Regions from separate parts of the Mus musculus genome. Here region 1 is linked to region 2. A link is a contact called in public HiChIP or PLAC-seq data. All regions are on one chromosome and are shown on one strand. The core of a region is the stretch at or near the end of the contact, and the rest is flanking DNA. Distances in the headings are between cores, read along the strand shown.

Region 1 (2,700 bases), core at 75-2,574, 590 kb before region 2:
TCTGTTTGGTAACATTCATAATGGCCATCTCATAGGCACCCTATCAGATATGTACTGTAATTTACATGCTTTGCAAATGAGAAGCTGAATCAAAAACAGGTTCAATAACCTCAAATACACACAGCCAAGCAGTGGTAGACCAGAGCCCAGGATCTTAATTATCCTTTCTCCCAGTGACTGCAGAGTTAGTAGATCATGGCACAAGGGTTCTTTTGACCCCCGACATCCACCAGGGCCAGCATCCTAGTTGCTTCTGTGGATGTCTTTAAGGCATTCCTTTGTATAGTGTTGTGATTTTTCAACACTGTCTTCACTTCATTTATTTTTCTATATTCTTTGAATCTGAAGCTATGTTCATGGCCAGGCCTTTGTTGGTGTCTGGGAGGCCATGGTGAGGAATCCATGTGGTAGGAGGATTGTAGGGGTGGAGGTTGCTAAAGGGAGGCAGGGAAAGCAAAGAAGCCCAGTTTCTGTAAGTGATGAGGAATAGTATTGGCAGGTCCAGATTCTGTGTTGAAGGGGTCTGGGGTTGGCGGACTTGGATGAAAGGTCATGCTTTAGTGTTATGTATAATTGTATCTAGACTGGATTGAAGGGTGCTGGGCTTGGAGTAGAGGTTAATTACTGAGGCTAGAGGGAGTTTCCAGGTACATAACTAAAGCCCCTATAAACTAGCTTTGGGTGTCCCCAAGTAGTTAAAGATTTGGAATGACATACTAGGAAACAAAATTATATAGAGGAAAGGTATTTTCATTTTAATTTTGTTCTAGAGTGAGCTGCTTTGTTTCTTGATGAAACAGAACAAGGAAGTAGAAAGCAAGATTTGAATTATTGGAGAGCAACCTCTTAGTTGATGGGAGAATGATTTCAGAGGTGATGGAACACTCTGATAAGCTTAGCCAAGCTAGGGTCCAGGAACATGACCTATCTTGGTATGACAGGGAAAAGAGCTGAAGTGGCGGCAGAGATGGGGGTGGGGTGGGTGGTGGTTCGTGTAAAATATACCCTGAGAAATTGGGATGACAGTCTAAGACTTTGAAAATCAATGCTCCCTAGCTCTCTCAGTAAGTGGGAGATTCATGGAGAACCTTTCTGACCTCTTAATACTCTCTCTCTCTCTCTCTCTCTCTCTCTCTCTCTCTCTCTCTCTCTCTCTCTCTCGTGTGTGTGTGTGAGAGAGAGAGAGAGAGAGCGACACACACATTTGATTTAATAAAATTAAGTTCAAAAATTTCAGGAAAACTTTGAACCTGACCTAGTGTTTGACTTCCACATCTCAGTTTCACTGTTCCTAGGCAGTGGGGAGGGGTTAGGATCACCGAGTCCAGGAGAGGGCAGCAGCGCCGCATCAGCCTTTGAGTGTTGGCCACTCTTTCTCTGTGTACTTGGCTATTCAAAATTAAGCAAGTGATTTGGTATTTTGGTCGCCATTGCCTTAAGTGATGAAAAAGGGGAGGGGTCTCTAGAGATATTTAATAATCTTACAATTTATTAAACTCTTAGTCTCCCCGGAATGGCAGGGCTAGAGAACACAAAGGCAGCAACATGCCTTGTGAGAAAGGGTTCTGTTGCAAACGTTTAGGCCTAATTTTGTTCCAACTTTGCTTGTAATAAGACATTCAGAAAAGGCTCACCAGCTAAATAGCTTATAAAATACAAACTGTGGGAATAGAGGCCTAATTGGGCTTGTTGAAAGAATTTTTAACATATAAACATTAATTTTTTTATTGAGCATTGACCAAATTGAAAAAAGGCTAAACTTACTTGTTAAAATAATCTGACATCTTCACTGCAGATCCAAAATTTCTGAAAATGTAAATAAATTAAATGTAGGCTGTGTTCTACCATCTGTAATGAATTAGCATTCCGTTTTACCAGCTGCTGCTGCGGCTTGGGGCCGACTCGGGATCAGAACACACCGGTGGGCTGCTGCTAAATTTAAGAACCTGGGGTTTAAAACTGGCAGAGCTAGACTGGCGATTGGAAAAGTCTCTGCCATTATGAGTAGCAGATCTTTCCACTTGGGACAGGAAATATGTGTCTACTTTTTGTACAGATGTTGTCAGACAAATGAGGAGGCCAAGTCTCTGTTTCTTACTACCAACATGGCAGGCAGATGGCTCTGGGGGCCACTGCTACCTGAGGGTAGAGTTGCCCTGGAAGGGAAAAGCAAACAGAAAGCTGTAGCAGTCGTTTCTTAGACTAAAAAAAAATGTTTTATGTGTGTGCCCATGTACGGCATGTGTGCCTGTTGTCCTCCAAGGTCACAAGAAGTCATTGGATCCCCTGAAACTGCAGTCATGGTTGTGGGAATGGAACCTCAGTCTTCTGCAACTGCACTTAGCACCTAACTGCTGAGTTGTCCAGCCCAGACTTTTGTTTTTGTAATATATACATATTTATTTAACGTGTGTGGTGTACGTGGGTGTGTATGGGGTTTGTGAGTGTGTGGATTCTATGTGATTTGTGGGGTTTGAGGGTTGTGGACATATATGGTGGGTAGGGACAGGGTAGGGTGTGTATGCTTGTGAGGGTGTGAGGTGTTGGGGGCTTTGGGGGAGGATGTGGGGTGTGTGCTGGCACAGGCACACTCATGTGGAGGTCAGAGGGCATCTTGTCTTTCTCCCATGATATGGTCCTAGAAATGGAACTTGGGCTGTAAGGTCAGGCAGTATTCCCCCATATCCATTGAGCTGTCTT
Region 2 (2,700 bases), core at 2-2,501:
GGTTTGTTATGGGTCTCCCCAAATGACTAGCCTGGTTTCCAATTATTCTTGGATAATTTGAAGGTACTCATACCTGTTAAATGCTGAACAGAAAATCCAATCGGTTCACTCCATGACTATCCTGTTCACACCCCAGTTCTTCAATAGCTTTAAGGTGTCAGAAGTTAAATCCCTTGCTGATAAGCAAAACTTTTTAATTACGTTTTAATTACAAAAAAGGGAAGGAGATGCTGGCATGGGCGTAGTGTGGACTTTCACATACTCACAATAGAGCCTCTTTCCGGAACAGGCTACCTAAAGCAGCATTGTGGTAACAGAAGTACTAGCCAGCACACTGCTTACTGCTTTTAAGCAAAGTGTTCACTACATAAAGCTGTTTCCCCCTTTCCTTAAACACTATTAAAGCCTTGGATGCACTCAGAAAGAAAAAATAGAGAGGGGGAAAAAACCTACAATATTTAAGTCATGCTTCAATATGCCATATTTTAACACAAAGTTCTAAGTCTGCCCCAGCATGGTGTGAACACAATGGGAAGAAAAGGCAACATCAACAGCGCATTCCCACTAACATCACACAATAAGGATCACTCATGCTTATTATATAAATAACTAGCAACACAACTTACCTTATGACAAGGTAGGGGCAGGTAGGGGGAGCATACAGTGTGGGTAAACCAGGTGAGTGACTCACCACGGAACACATCGGGGCTGAGTCTCAAGCACAATCCCAAGGTTTTAAGAGAGGGATTTGGGACCTTCTTCTCAAACAGTTGTCATTCATACCTCCGGTTCCTCCCTGAAATATTCAAATACTGATTGGCATGCTGTCTCCATGCTATAAGGACAATTCCAGAAACCCCAGTGTCTGCTAAATGATTCCGCTCTGTTCCCCAGGGAGGATGGATAGCCCCGTGCCACCTCCTCAGAATGGCATAGTCACCCCAAGACGAATGAGCAGGGCACTCTGCCAGACAGAAAGTTCTCTTTAGCACAGACTTCTGTGCGCTGAGCAGACACAAACACAGCCAAGTAGCCTAAAAGCCTTGATGCATCAAGGAATCAGGCACACAGCCTTTCTGAAAGAGCTACGTGGAGTGGCTGCCGGCTTTACTACCTGAGATTCAATCGGAGAGGTTCTTAATGTTCCACAGGGATCACAAATCCAGGAAAAGAATTTCTTATGGAGGAAACACAACACAACACGTGCATGTGCACTCGCGCACGCGCGCGCGCGCGCGCGCACACACACACACACACTTGCACGCACTCATGCACGAGCACGACATGCGTACGCACACACACCCCATCCCGGCTGGCTTGTTAAATCCTTCTCCCAGCACCAAATCTGCCCTCTCCTCAAATAGACCCAGGCCTGTATATTTTAAAATTTAAGAAGTGTATAAATTAACAAGTCACTGCTTGCCATTTTCCCTCAAAAGGCATTTAGGACAAAGCATTAGGAAAAAAGTAAAAATATAAAAAAATACAAAGATGAAAAGCCGACGAAAGAGACATTGTAACTTAGAAGACCGATCTCTGCCAGACTGTGTGAACCAAGGGAGCACACACAGTACACCACTTTTGTTCTGTCTTGAGAGAGATCCACGGACAGGGCACCAGCAACACACAATGGGTATTTAAGCCAGTCAGTCTTAGCAAATTAGGTAAATTAGAGATCATTCGATGGCATTCTATTGTTGCTATTGTAATCACAGTCATTTTCCCCGGTGACGGTGCTTCCTGATGAAGTGCAGTCCTCAGAGTGTAATTGTGAAAGATACTGAACGATTCGGGGGGATGCGACATCTGCTTTTAAAAGCTCTTCAGATTCAAATTGGCATTTTACTTTATCTTGAAAATTTATTAGAGATTCAGCTCATGCCCGGTTTAAATGGGAAGGTGAAGGCAGGGTAGTTTCCATCTATGAATTATTCAATCTCTGCCTGGCAAGATTGCCATCCATGAACGGATGCTCTGACAGTCCCTTCGCACAGCCTCCATTACGCTTGTCATTTTTATTTCTTTATCTACGATCTCTTTCTCAGTTACCCGGCTACTCCCTTAGGGCTTGGCTTCACAAACCCAGTATTTCAAATTGGCAATAACCACAGTGTGCTGCTTTCTCCAATCGGCGTCTCCACAGGCTGTCATTTTTCTTTTTCTTTTTCTTTTTCTCCCGCAAATCATTAAAAGCCACATCCACAATGATCTCTCTTAGGCTCTTTGGTTTGATGAATTTTACACACACACACACACACACACAGAGAGAGAGAGAGAGAGAGAGAGAGAGAGAGAGAATCGCTGCAAAAAAGAATTATGTTCTTCTAGCATCACAAGAGAAGTCAAGCGTTCTTTTTTGTTGTCAGAGTGACCCATCCTGGGAATTAGCATAGCATCACACAGGAGGGAGCCAAGGCTATTGCAGGCTTGCTGGCATCCTGATTTGCAGCCCAACTTGATGAAGGCTCCAAGACTAATCCAGACCATTGTGTGCTTAGCAAGCACAATTAGTTAGGAAAATAAGAAGTCATTAGATGACCGAAATTAGACTGTCAGTCTTCCAGGCTCCACCTGCACACAGACCAAAGTCCCAACGACTCTCCACTTGATGGCTGTTTGTGTCCCTGCTAGCCGACAGCTGTCCTGCATCCAGAGAGGACTAAGATTGAGTTAGGCCAATAAATCTGGTTTCTCCTTTAA

What was found. HiChIP or PLAC-seq counts read pairs in DNA pulled down with a chosen protein or histone mark.
Region 1: an H3K4me3 HiChIP or PLAC-seq map of forebrain shows a contact between it and region 2, with 8 times the contacts expected there. The contact joins the enhancer-like site here to the promoter of A330102I10Rik in region 2. A contact is called at or near these places in 2 of 15 datasets of contacts at CTCF or cohesin (the NIH/3T3 cell line and large pre-B cells), 2 of 484 Hi-C or Micro-C datasets (cerebral cortex and cortical neurons) and 7 of 115 datasets of contacts at active chromatin or transcription factors (VIP interneurons, embryonic basal ganglia, embryonic forebrain and 4 more).

What each region holds. Positions count from the first base shown.
Region 1 is chr13:29,603,080-29,605,779 of GRCm38.p6, reverse strand. The region is part of intron 9 of Cdkal1 (CDK5 regulatory subunit associated protein 1-like 1); the gene reads left to right. Among named protein-coding and RNA genes, the nearest start is that of Cdkal1, 250 kb to the left of the region's middle. Within about 2 kb of position 1,324, at least 17 of the 459 cell types and tissues checked have an H3K27ac peak or open chromatin away from gene starts, as enhancers often do. A contact at or near this core is called in forebrain and neural progenitor cells, where this site is marked.
Region 2 is chr13:29,014,806-29,017,505 of GRCm38.p6, reverse strand. A330102I10Rik (RIKEN cDNA A330102I10 gene) reads right to left here and starts at 1,251. Exons shown (of 5, transcript NR_045074.1): 1 at 1,115-1,251; 2 at 627-796.